Linked DNA regions of Hordeum vulgare: region 1 is linked to region 2. The links are chromatin contacts, called in public Hi-C maps. All regions are on one chromosome and are shown on one strand. Each heading gives the region's core, a stretch centred on a gene start, on an enhancer-like site or on the middle of the called end of the contact. The rest is flanking DNA. Distances are from core to core; before and after follow the strand shown. Region 1 has its middle 200 kb from the start of LOC123431313. Region 2 holds the start of LOC123431313 (double-stranded RNA-binding protein 6).

The links. Hi-C and Micro-C count contacts between places; a contact is called where the count stands out from the background.
Region 1: a Hi-C map of leaf shows a contact between it and region 2, with 4 times the contacts expected there. The contact joins the enhancer-like site here to the promoter of LOC123431313 in region 2. A contact is called at or near these places in 3 of 6 Hi-C or Micro-C datasets (leaf and seedling).

What each region holds. Positions count from the first base shown.
Region 1 is chr1H:285,291,029-285,297,251 of MorexV3_pseudomolecules_assembly, forward strand. No RefSeq gene overlaps it. Among protein-coding and RNA genes, the nearest start is that of LOC123431313, 200 kb to the left of the region's middle. Within about 2 kb of position 2,278, at least 3 of the 3 cell types and tissues checked have open chromatin away from gene starts, as enhancers often do. A contact at or near this core is called in leaf and seedling, where this site is marked.
Region 2 is chr1H:285,093,174-285,100,115 of MorexV3_pseudomolecules_assembly, forward strand. It overlaps LOC123431313 (double-stranded RNA-binding protein 6), which reads right to left and starts at 2,140. Exons shown (of 3, transcript XM_045115138.1): 1 at 1,718-2,140. The coding sequence starts at 1,963.

The DNA of each region.
Region 1 (6,223 bases), core at 1,028-3,527, 200 kb after region 2:
TCTAGTCTCACAAGCGATAGGGAGAAGGGAACTCACTGGCTGGCTCGGAGTCGCCGGCTCCCGATCCTCCATAGGGGTCATCCTCGCCCTCCGACTCCATGCCACCAGCTCATCGCCTGTCGGCTCCTCGCCAGCCGTCTCTCGCTCGTTGGCTCCAAGTTCTCATAGTCATCTGGATCCACGATGTCCGAATCCTCCCTATCGGCCGCCGACCGCCCATAGTTCTTCAATTCCGCAAACATCTGCGACCCATCCGGGTCGTGAGTTAGTCGGAGTCAGCGACACGAAGCAAGGGCAAAAGGAGACGGTGTGTCGCGTACCTCAGGCGGCGGATGTATCCAGTTGTAAGGGGCCTTGCCCCAATTCCACCCACCACCTCTAGCCGGGCGGTGGTGATCAGGTTCACTAGCCTCGCAATGGACACCAACTTCAACTATTTGGTGGAGAACCGAAACGGGCCGTGCCTGCCCGACATGATGCAGATGCGGTGCGGCTGGCGCTGCTAAGGCAGGATTCGGCGTGCCACCATGGTGGTTATGAGGTCAATGGCCTTAAGGCCCTCCGTGCCGGTCATCTCGTGGAGCCGATCGACCGCCCGGTTCACCACCTCGACGGCTTGCTGTGGATTCTCCCCCAGTGTAGTCGTGAAGTCGGCGACCGGTTGTTGAAGGGGGGCTGGTTGATGAGGTCCAATGCCGGGTCCACATACTTCATGTAGAAGAACGAGCGCTGCTAGTTCTTCACCGACTTTTGAAGCGGAAGCTTGGGGAAGCCGGTTCTGAGCCGGTTGTAGACGAGGGACGCCCCACAAGTGGTCATCTTCTTCGTCCCTCTCGCTTGTGCTCCACCATGTGCTTCTTGAGGTAAAAGAGCCACCACCAGAGGTCGAGCCGTCGCTCGACCCCGAAATATCCCTCAAAAAGCGCGATGAAGGTGGCAAGGTGCAGGATGGACTTGGCCCTAAGGTGGTGGGGCTACATCCCGAACTTGGCGAGGAACCTGTAACAGCCCAGAACCGACGCCCGAGAAGATTCCTCTTTTATTCCGTTGTCACCTTCTTAATTATTTGTTTGTCGCATTCATCATCGCATCATGCACATCATCTGCATTGCATCGACACATTGTTGTCGTCAGTTTTCAAAACTTGCATCAGTTATTAGTTGACGGTTCTCTCCGTTTTTGTCATTGAGCGATTTTAGTCCAGCCACACACGCACGCGCCCGCGGCGCTGGTAAAATATTGTTTCTAAAAGAGTGTATAAATATTCTCGGATTGGGTTGAAACTTGACGTGCGGTCTTATTGTAAGGTAGGTAGGCCGCTTGCCAAATTTCACCGCAATCGAAATTCGTTTGATACCCGAACAATAGAACGTAGCGGAATCGTTGTCGGTTTAATTCCCGGACGTTTTCGCGTTTAAAACTCCTCCATGGGCTACAAACTTCCCTCTCATCCCCAGTTAGCCCAACTACACAACCCACTAGACCCACCTAGCCACTCGCTCCATTCGTGGTCGTCGGATCGTGATCGGACGGACGAGGTCCATCCCACCATAGACCATTCGCTATATAAGCCCACCTTGTGGAGAGAGCTCTCTCACCCACTAGGGTTCCCCCTAGCCAAAATTGCAGCCACCCCCTAGAAAACCTCACCTGCAAACCAAACCCTCCAAATCCCGTAGCCCTAGCCTCCCCAGCCTTTTTCAGCCATCAGATCTGAGATCTCGGGCTCATATCGTCCAGAAAACCCCACCTAGCGGACATGTCCGCGGTCAAACCGGACACGTCCGGCAACCACACAACCCCGTCCGCCCTGAGCTCCCAAGCAGCCCACGCCCGAGTTACCGTCGCGCTGCACCTTGCGCCCCCGCCGCCTCACCGACCACCGGCCTTGCAGCGCCTCCATAGCTCCGCTGCCACTGTCCTTGAACGCCTGCCTGAGCGCCGAGCCGCCTCCTGCAGACCATGCCCGGTGCCGTCGCTGCGCCGGACCGCCTCCGTGTCATTGCCACGCCGGGGCGAGCTCCGTGCCAAACATCCGCCGCCGCCAACCGCCAGATCCATCGGATCTTGGCGTCCTCGCCCTGTCCCAGACCCATGTGCCCCGCCTGCCCCTCGCCGCTGGGCACCCGAGCCGCTCGCCGGAGTGTGCCGCCGCCACGGCCTGCTCGTGAGGAGCACGAACAAGCGCTCGCCTGGCCACTGACCTGACCTGGGCCGGCTCCCTCCCACGTGGGCTGCCCCAACATGCGACCTAGCCACTGTCCAGGCCGGCCCAGCTCACACTTGGGCGCCGCGGCCCAGTTCGCCTCCTCCCCAACTGGCCTCCGCTTGGGCCCAAACCCCGTGGGTGACCAACTCCTTTTTGCCCTTATTCCTTGCTCGTGCAGATTTTAATTATCTAGCGCTCTAGCATGTTTCGTCCCAATAGTCAGTTTCGGCCCGTTGTATTTTTTTCGCGTTCTGCGATTTTTCTATTAACCTAGGAATTTCAGATTTCCAGAAAATGTGCATAGCTTAAAATGCTAATAACTTTCAACCGTGCACCGGATTGAAATAATTTAGATATGTAAACTATGTAGAATTTTGTGTAGATAAATTGTATCAAACTTTCATCCATATTTAAAACCGTTTAACATGGTGTTTGCATAGATTTGTGTAATGCCATATTAAAATGGTTTAATTCATAACTAATTAACCGTGCACTGGATTAAAATGATTTTAACATGTAAAATGCTTAGAATTCTCTATAGTTTTACAATTACCAACTTGCGTCCATGGTAAAAATGATTAACTTGCTGTTTCATTTAATTTTCTTTAAATGCCATGCTAAAACGGTTCAATTCATAGTTAAATAATCGTAGCTCTGAATTAAGTAAATGATATATGCATCTTGGCCAAAAAAATGTGTAGAATAACATGGCGGAAATTATTCTCCTGTTTCCCAACTCTAAAATTGTGTTGTAGGAAGAACAGTACCGAAACTGTAATTTGCATATAGGGAATTTCCGGAATTGTTATTCGTTGTTCCGCCCTCATTTAATATTGCTTAGAATACCATGTAGCTTCATAATATCTTGTTACATCCGTGAAGAACATGTTGTGGCTGTCATTTGCATGCATGTTGTATCCATGGCATATAATCTTGTGTTGATCATATTTTTTATACCGTAGCTCCATTTTAAATAATCTCTATATGTAAATCAACTAGAATGACGTGTAGAATCACATGAACCACTTTATTCTGTTGTTTAACAAATAGTAAAATGTGTTAGTTCATATCTGAACCAATTTAGAAATTAACATCTGGAGTCATTTTGGAAATACTATATGTTGTTTCCGACCTCATTTAATATGCCTAGATAGGTAGTTTAATTATGCTTCACGTCTTGCCATGTTTAAACAACATTTTATATTTTCGTATACCTAAACGAGAGTGACCTAAATATTTGAATGTGGGGTTTCGTCAATATGCAACTCGTTGCATATTGAGCTTCACTTAATCTGTAGTGTTTGAATGTTGTGAATTGCCATGTCGTGCCTTGTATAATTAAACCGTACATGCATGATATTTGTTTGCACATCATGTCGTGCATATTTTGTGGTGTTATTGTGTGTTGATTGTTGTTCCGGATTGTTTCTTCCCGGTAGAGTTCCGAACCCCTTCGGAGTGTGAGGGTCCGTTCGACTACGTTGGTTCATCTGCTTCACGGATTTGTTCTTCTTGCAAGCGGGATCACATGCAAGATGATCATTCCCCTAGATACCATTACTACCATCGCCATGCTAGTTGTCTCATTTCTTTCGCCATGTATCGCTGCCTACCACTTAAATGTCACCATCCCAACATTGCCATAAAACCTCTAACCCCTCCACAACCGAGCAAAACCTTGTTTAACCATGTTACCGCTTGCTCAACCTTTTGATAGCATTGCTAGTTGCAGGTGTGGTTACTTCCATGTGAAAACATGGGTTCCTTGTTATATCACCATATTAGTTGCTATTTAATTTAATGCACCTATATACTTGGTAAAAGGTGGAAGGCTCGGACTTCTAGCATGGTGTTTTAATTGTTCCATCTTTGCCACCCTAGTTACTTGTGAACCGGTGTTATATTCCATAATTGAACGCTCCTAACATGCATGGGGTGTTACGGGGACCCCCTTGAAAATTCGTCTTAGTTTAAAACTCGTCTAGCAAGGCCCAACTTTAGCACTACATTTGCCTAATAACCTAATACAATTGCATAGGGACTTTACGGACCCCATGGATAATTAATCAACAACCCCGGCCAGTGCTCCTCATGAGTGTTGGTACAAACTAGAGCACGATGCGGGGCCGACCCAGGGCAACTCAAGAGATGTCTATCATGCCACCATACGCTTAGCTCATCTCTCATGTCTAGAGAACGAGATACGCAGCTCCTATCGGGTTCGTCGACACGTCGGGCGTCCTTGCTGGACTTGTTTTATCTTTTACAAAATATCTCGTGCGAGGGATTCCGAGGATCCTTTGGGATATCTTGAGGTTGAGGTTTTCCAATAGGAACCCGAGTAGATCACGGGTTTTCCATGGATGAGGATTATTCCGATGTAGCATGTGGTAGTCTATGATGGACTAGTTGGAGCACCCGTGCAGGGATAAATCTTTCGAAAAGCCGTGCCCACGGTTATGTGGCAACTTGGAAACTTTGTTTGACACCCAGTCATAGCAAACCTGAAGTAAACTTAATTAAAACTTGTCGACGATGTGATTAACCATGACTGTCTCTTTCGTGAGCTCCTTCTTCGAATGAGGACACGGTGGGGTTATGTCTGACATAAGTAAGTGTTCACGATCATTCATTTGATCATTATTAGTTCACGTCCGCTATGCGTAGATCATCCCCGTTTTATTCTTGTATTCGTAAGTTAGCCACCTCAAATAAAATGCTTAGTTGGTTGATGCAGCCTCACCACTTAACGATACCTCACCCATTAAGCTTTGCCAGTCTTCATACCTTTGGAACTAAGATTTATGAGTCCTCTGTAGCTCACAAATTACTACAACAGTAATTGCAAGTACAGGTAATGCAATACTTTGACGTGAGTGTGATGATTGTACTCATCTCTTCCATATACTCATCTCTTTAGTACATGTACTTGTAACGATATCCATTCTTGCAAAATGACGAGATGCGCTTCTATCCCTGTCGAGGCTCTCGTGCCAAAAATAAGGATAGGATCGCATCTTGGGCATTACAGAACCGCCAAAAAAATGTTCTCGATGGCAGATCGAACCCACAAATGAAGTGCTCGTAAAAGACCATCACTTCACCTTCCCGGGGCGCTCGGACGCTCTCAGCCCCGGGAACCCGTTCCTCCATGGCGCCTTGTATCGACAACTGGCAGCAAAGGCGGAGGTACTCGATGTGGTCCTTTCTGAATTCGTTGGTGTCCCACGCCCCTTACTGCCCATCGGTTGGCTCGGGGTGAGCTTGGGCACGACAGTTGTGCGGACGAAACGGACGAAGTTCCCTAGCACGGGCGATGGTGTCACGGGCGATGTCCACTCGTCTCCTCTCTCTCTCTCTCTCTCTCTCTCTCGGGCACAGTAGGAAAGGCGAGGGGCGGGGGCAATGAGGGCCGAATGCCTGCTCCACGCCCCTCCTCTTCTTTTAAATCCTCGTGTCATGAGTGGTGTGTTGATCGGATGCTAACGATCTCCACTCTCCCCGCTTAGTGCAGGTGCATTAATGCTTTCGGGAGGACCGACGGGCAGCCTCGTCGGTCGCAGCTGATCCCGTGCACGGGCTAAGGCCGAGGCTGGGCTGGCCCCCGTTCCGAGCCCCATCCCATCACCCACGCGGTTCGTTTTAGCTGGGCCTGGGGCGCTCTTCAAGTGGTAGCCCCGCTCTCTGATCCTGAGGCGCCACAACATTCAACTCGACGTCGACTGCCGGGATCCTCGGGCCGACACGCAGTGGGGAGATCTAGCTCCCCACGCTCCACCAATGAAGACTTCGGGGGCCAAGCCAGGAAGGCCCGTTGTGGTGGCCGTCGGGACTCTCCGGCTTCACGGACTACTGTCGGGAGGATAACCCCGGGGTAGCCTCATCTCGCCTCATGCCCGTTTTCAAAAACACCAGGGCCGGCTCGGCACCTGAGGCACCGGCTCCGGTCACTTCAGCCAACTCGCGATCCGAACCAGCACACCTCTAGCTCCGGGCAACCCGCCGGCCGACAGG
Region 2 (6,942 bases), core at 890-3,389:
GAACGCGTCGGCGGGTCGCACTCAGCCCGCACCAGGATCCTGCCTGCCTAAAAGGCAGGGGGCAAAGCGACGGCAGCCCGCACTAGCACCAGCAGGCAGCAGCGACGCCCACCCACGCCGTCCCTCCCTCCCTCCCTCCCTCCCAGAGATGAGACACAAAGAAGCGACCAAAGCACCCGCACTAGGCAACGGCGGCGCACCCATGGCTACCCTGAGTTGACCGCACGCACTCGGCGACACCAACGCCAACGCCGTAGTGGCCAGTAAAGATCGGCAACACACACACAATGCCCCCCCCCCCCCCCCCCTCGTTGTGGGCTGCGTGGGGGCCTGCCTGCCACTAAACCCCCCGGGCCCATCCGCATTGACCTGCGACGCCGGGTTAGGTGCGGGCGGCCTCCCATTCAATCCGGCCCACCCACCCCCACGCCCCTCGCCATTAATACACACCACTGTGAAGACCGAAACCTAATCTACGCCCACCCCCACGATAGAAAGTTTTGCTCGCCACTAATCTTATTAGTATCTCCTGCACGGCCGCTGATCCCAGTCGGCACTCGGCGCACACACGCCCCGTTCGCTGTCAGGTCAAACGAGCACATGCGTAGCCGTGTACCCGCCACTTTTCTTATTAGTACTACTCTATCGGTCGTAGCAGTATAACGTGTTCCCATGGCGTCTTCCCACCGCGCGTACCGGGAAGGCTAGTCATTACTGCAACTCGGCTTCCGCTCCGGGTCAGGTTCATACGGGCGGGATTTTACTCGGCCCCCATTAATGCGCCATTATTACTGCCCGGGTTTAGTTAATGTTAATCAGGGCTTACGAAGACTTTCTCGCGAGGGTCTGACGAATCCGGTGGAAAATCGTCCCGAGCGCCAACTCCTATGAGCAGAGCAGGGCTGGATTGTAAATTATTGGTGGGGATCCGTCGCCGTTACGTCGCGAGAGCACATTTAACGACGGATTAAAGAAATGGGGATCGATGGCCGATGGGCGGCTTGTCGTACCAATAAGTTAAAGCCACTTAATTGCGGTTATTAGTAGCACTGCATTATTACGTAGAGTGGGAGCTAGTATCTACAGTAATTTTTTCTCAAAAATCACTCCACTGTAGGAGTGAGGGAACAAATTACTTTGGCTAAATATACGTAGATGAATTTGGAAAATAGTAACTGAACTAGTACTTCATCGGCAACTTTTTGTGCGGGGATCCTCCTTTTGGGAAGGGAAAAATACGCTGAGATTTTTGACGCGGAACTTTTCATGCTGACTGCTCACTCCGAGTTCGGTCATGCCGCTGACGCGGCCCCGAGCCCCCAGTTCCAAACGAGACAAACCCTCGAAGCCACGACTAAGCAACTAATCTGATCGAACTAAAAAGACCATGGTAAACCATGTATTTGTGCAAGATTTCTGCGTAATCCCCTGCATTTCCCTGCGTGGAACTCATAAGCTAGTAGGAGTAGTACTAGTACATGGCTAATCAGCCACGCGAATTCCGGAATGAGTTGTGAGAACAATGGTGGCAGTAATAATTGTATGGAAGGATCAGCTAAATCCCTCCCTAGAGAAGCTCCCTTAAATTCAACCACGAACAGTTGCTAACGAGCAAAGGTTAAACTCGAGAAACGCCCAGAACAAATCGGAGCAAGAGGAACAGCTAGTAGAAGCTAGCGGATGGAGGGAGGGGGGAGAGGCGGGGAAGGGGTCTTACCAGGATGCGGGCGGCTAGGGAGTAAGATGGGCCGCGCCGAGCGAGCGCGGCGAGGGCGACCTCGGCGGCAGCATGCTCCGCCTGGCGGAGCGTCGTGAAGAACCCGGGACTCTCGAATTGCTCGCCGTTGAAGATGACCGCAGCTTTGAACCGCGGCGCGTGGTCCGGCCCCTCCCGCAGGCACGTGTACGCCGGCAGGTTGAAGCAGCTCCGCTGCGCCAGCTCCTGAAGCTGGTTCTTATACATCGCCGCGGACCGCCGTTCCTACCTACCCGGCCACCGCTCCCTTGAATCCCACCGCCGCTTCTAATGCCGGCCGCCGTGGCCGGAGATGTCAGCACCGAGAGATCTACCCTGAGGTGGAGGTGGAGCTGGAGCTGGAGGAGGAGGGGAGAAGTGTGGAGTGCTAGGAACGGAGAGGGGAGCCCGATTTTATATTTTTTTTTCTTTGGCTTTAGTTTTGGGATGGGTTTAATGCTAGTGCCCTGCAGTTATTAGCTTTGCTGGACCGGGAGGATGACAGCAGGACCCAGGACATTCTGCGCGTTTTTATTTTTCCCAACTTAGGGCTGAAAAATGGGCAAATCCGAATCTACTATTAAATGTCGCTGATTAATAGTAGTACAAAGTTGAACTAAATCTGCAATACTCTACTAAATCAGCAATATTTAATATGAACGGGAGGAAGTGTCAATTATCTCAAAAAATATTATCTTATCACGTCCTTATTTCGATCAAAAGTAAAAATAAAAGGAAACGGTTGTTCGTCCATACTATTTCTAATTAGCAAGAAATATATTTGTTGTTTTTCTTTTCTTTGATAACTATCTATAGTTTAGGAACACTAATTGTTTGATGGGAATATGTCATTCTTCACATAAAAGAGCGTCGACCCGCGGCATATCAACTTTTATGTCACACGGCAATTTTTTTTACTTTGTATAATTTGAAGAAGTTTAATGTCGGTACACTCCCATTACTAGGTTAGCTCGCTCAAAAAGATGAGAGTGCAAACCATGAGGCTAGTCATCTTTCTTGCTATAAATTTAAAGATGGAGAGGGCAAATTCAGGTTCTTGATTTATCTTGTCATAAAATTACATTGATTTTATATATTGAAAAAAATATAGCATAATTTTGTTGATGTGATGACATCTTTTCATAAACAACTAGCAGATTAGAATGATGAATATTTATTTTTCTCCTTGGTAACTATAAATAGTTTAAATCTTTCTTGACATATGGGAATGTTGAGTCACTGTGAGGCGAGTTAGTCAATACATATATTTCTTTCCCTTTGTTGTTTGGAGAGGTTTAAAGGTGGTGCCCTATAATTCGAGCTTTGTTGGACTTGAGGGAGAGGTACACTAGAGACCCAGTCCATTGATTTTAGAGATGGGAGATAGGCAAATTTGGGTTTATCATTTTACTATTCTGATTTTAGTAACTGGAAACAAAAGAAATGATGATCCATTATGTGACAACTATAACGATGTTTGAGAAGCAATGCGTGCATTTAAATGTTGGATGTTTTTATTTTCCCATGGTAACCATAAATGGATTAAAGAAGAAAGAAGCTTACTGCTAGATTGAAATATTGAGACATTCTTTGAGTGAGAGAGCGTTGAGAGGAGCATATCCACATGTCGAGCCAATATATTTTTTGTTTGCCTTTATATTTTGGAGTAACAAAGTTATTAGTATCTTGGCTTGACTGCACTCAAAAGTTGACAACAAAAACCCATGAATCCCTCATTTTATTGTTCTTTATTAAGATATGGGAGTTGGGCAATATTTACATTCATCATATGAAAATATTAATAATTTTTATTTTAGAGAAGCAAAATAATTATTATTTTAGTGATAGCAATAACATACTTGTGGAACACAACAAACAGGATGAATGGTGGATATTTTATTTCATTAGGTAACACTAAATGGTTTATAGATATATATTGCTAGATGGGAATATTAAGTTATTCTTTAATGATAAATATTAAGTTAATCTTTGGTGATAAATATTTATAAATGTTGGATATTCTATTATACTAGATAACATCAAATAGTTTATAAATGTCTATTGCAAGATGAGTAATGCGAGGGTGGTAAGGCGATAAATATTCCTTTGCCTTCATTTTCTCGTAAGGTTTAATGGCAGCGTCCCAAAGTTACTAACTTGGTTGGTCCAGGAGGATTACATCATAGACACAACACACTACTTGTGTTTTATTGCTCTAAATTTGAATATGGAAAATGTGCAAGTCACATCCTTCATTTATTATTATTTTATTATTTAATTTTTTGAATGAAAATATAAAAAATAGTGATGCATTATGTGAAAACAATAAAGATATTGTTTGAAATAATAAACATATTTGAAATTAAATATTTATTATTTGTAAGTGCATCTAGTGTCCTAGGGGGTTTGGATTATTAGTCAAAAAATTGTGAAGGGGCTCATGTGTTTGTGAGTATACACATGTGAAAGACCCCTAAAGACTTGGTTTAACATGAGAGTTATAACTTCTAAACATTATGGCGACAATAATATATTCAGAATGCATGTTCGATGAACAATTATCTTGCAATGACGAATATGAAGCGTAGTGAAGACTTTTCTTTTCTAGTTTAGTTTTAAAAAAATAGTCTTGAGGCAAACTGTACTATTAAGGGGGGCTAAGTGAAAGTTGAGATTTATGTCTATGGTGTGTGCTCGATACAAACCTATCTCATCGAGTGAAGACATGGAAATCAATTTTGATAAGATAGTTTTTTGTCATATCCAAGATGATATTCTTCAAGACATCGAAGAGATTTTTTTTACTAATTGAGTCGATTGACTTGTTCTACAAGTCTAGTCACTCGTTGTGTTTTAAATCCATCATTTTCACCATGTGTCATGTGTACATTTGTTGTCACATGCCTCCAAGAGTCATAACATCCCTCGAGATTGCTCCTAACTATAAATAGCCACCCCAATTCAACCTTAACTTGTGAAAGGACGTGGATGTCGCCTAGAGGGGGGTGAATAGGCGCTTTAAAATAATTACGGTTTAGGCTTGAACAAATGCGGAATAAAACTAACGTTTAATTTGTCAAGCACAAAACCTAAAACAACTAGGCTCAACTATGTGCACCAATAACTTATGCTCAGCAAGATAAACAACTAGGTGATAGCAAGATATATAAAAGAAACAATATGGCTATCACAAGGTAAAGTGCATAAGTAAAGGGTTCGGGTAAGATATAACCGAGGCACGCGGAGACGATGATGTATCCCGAAGTTCACACCCTTGCGGATGCTAATCTCCGTTGGAGCGGTGTGGAGGCACAATGCTCCCCAAGATGACACTAAGGCCACCGTAATCTCCTCACGCCCTCGCACAATGCAAGATGTCGTGATTCCACTAAGAGACCCTTGAGGGAGGTCACCGAACCCGTACAAACAAGGTTGGGGCAATCTCCACAACTTAATTGGAGGCTCCCAACAACACCACAAAGCTTCACCACAATGGCATATGGCTTCGAGGTGACCACAAATGCTCGGGGCAATCTCCACAACTTAATTGGAGACCCCGACACTTGCCCGGAGCTTTACACCACAATGATTGAGCTCCGAGGCACCACTAAGCTTCTAGGGGTACCAAGTACCCAAAGGTAATAAGCTTCTCAACTTCTCACTTCCACGTATCACCGTGGAGAACTCAAACCGATGCACCAAATGCAATGGCAAGGGCACACGGAGTGCCCAAATCCTTCTCTCCCAAATCCCACCAAAGCAACTAATGCTAGGGAGGAAAATGAGAGGAAGAATGAAGAAGAACACGAAGAACTCCAAGATCTAGACCCAATGGGTTCCCCTCACTTAGAGGAGAAAGTGATTGGTGGAAATGTGGATCTAGATCTCCTCTCTCTTTTCCCTCAAGAACTAGCAAGAATCATTGGAGGGATTGAGAGTTAGCCAGCTCGAAGAAGGTCAACAATGGGGGAAGAACACAAGCTAAAGAGATAAGGTTCAATGGGGAAGAAGACCCCCTTTTATAGGTGGGGAAAAATCCAATCGTTATGCTTCACAGCCCGCATAGAGCGGTACTACCGCTCATGGGAGCAGTACTACCGCTCGGTAGGTTCACCAACCATGCCGAGGCTAAAAAGGATGTGAAAAATAGTCCGACGGAGCGGTACTACCGCTAGGGAGTGGTAGTAAAAAAACACTACCGCTCTGGGGGCGGTACTACCGCTATAGGAGCAGTACTACCGCTAGGGAGCGGTAGTAAAAAATTACTACCGCTCTGGGGGCGGTACTACCGCTCCGAGGGCGATACTACTGCTACAGGAGCAGTACTACCGCTCGCACCAGGAGCGGTACTACCGCTGGATACTGAAACCGCTCTAACTTTCGCATACGGACTCCGAATTCATCGAAACCAAGTTTGTTGGAAAACTAACGACATGGGCTAACACAATATTGATAGAAATATAAATAAGAAGCAAGTGAGATAATTACCATAAGAAAATTGTGAGACCCTTCTTCGAATAAGACCGGTAAAAACTCTCAGCATCGAAAACATCATAGAAGGTGCATATGGACTCCGTTTTCGATGAACTCGAGCTTGTCATGAAGATGACCATAAGCTCTAAAACTCACAAAGAGAAACACCAAACAAGAACCAAGAAGTATGATGCAAGGATGCAAATGGTTTGAGCTCTCAACGAACGATACGATCAAGCTACTCACTTGAGAGCCCCCCTTGTCAGTACGACAATCTATCCTAAAACAGAAAACCTATCAAGGGCAAACCTATACCTTACACCTCGTCCTCTTGAGCTAGATGACGATGATCTTGGCTTCCTCAAGATGGACCACCTTTCTTGATTGCGTTGGCTTTGATGAAGACTAGTTGATTGCTCCCCCATACACACTATGGATGAGCCGCTCTTCAACATATCTTCACAAGTCCATTGCCACCATCCTCCACCACTTGACATCATCCTTCATGGGTTGTATGAGATCTTCCTCTAGACGCAAGCCCATGGAAACACACCTAACGCCACATAGAACTCTCACGGAGACCATGGGTTAGTACACAAACACGTAATGGACAATGCTTACCATACCATGGGATCACTTGATCCCTCTCGGTACATCTTGTACGCTTTGTGTGTTGATCATCTTGATTTACTCTTTGTCTGAGATCTTGATCAACCTTGAGTCTCTATGACCAT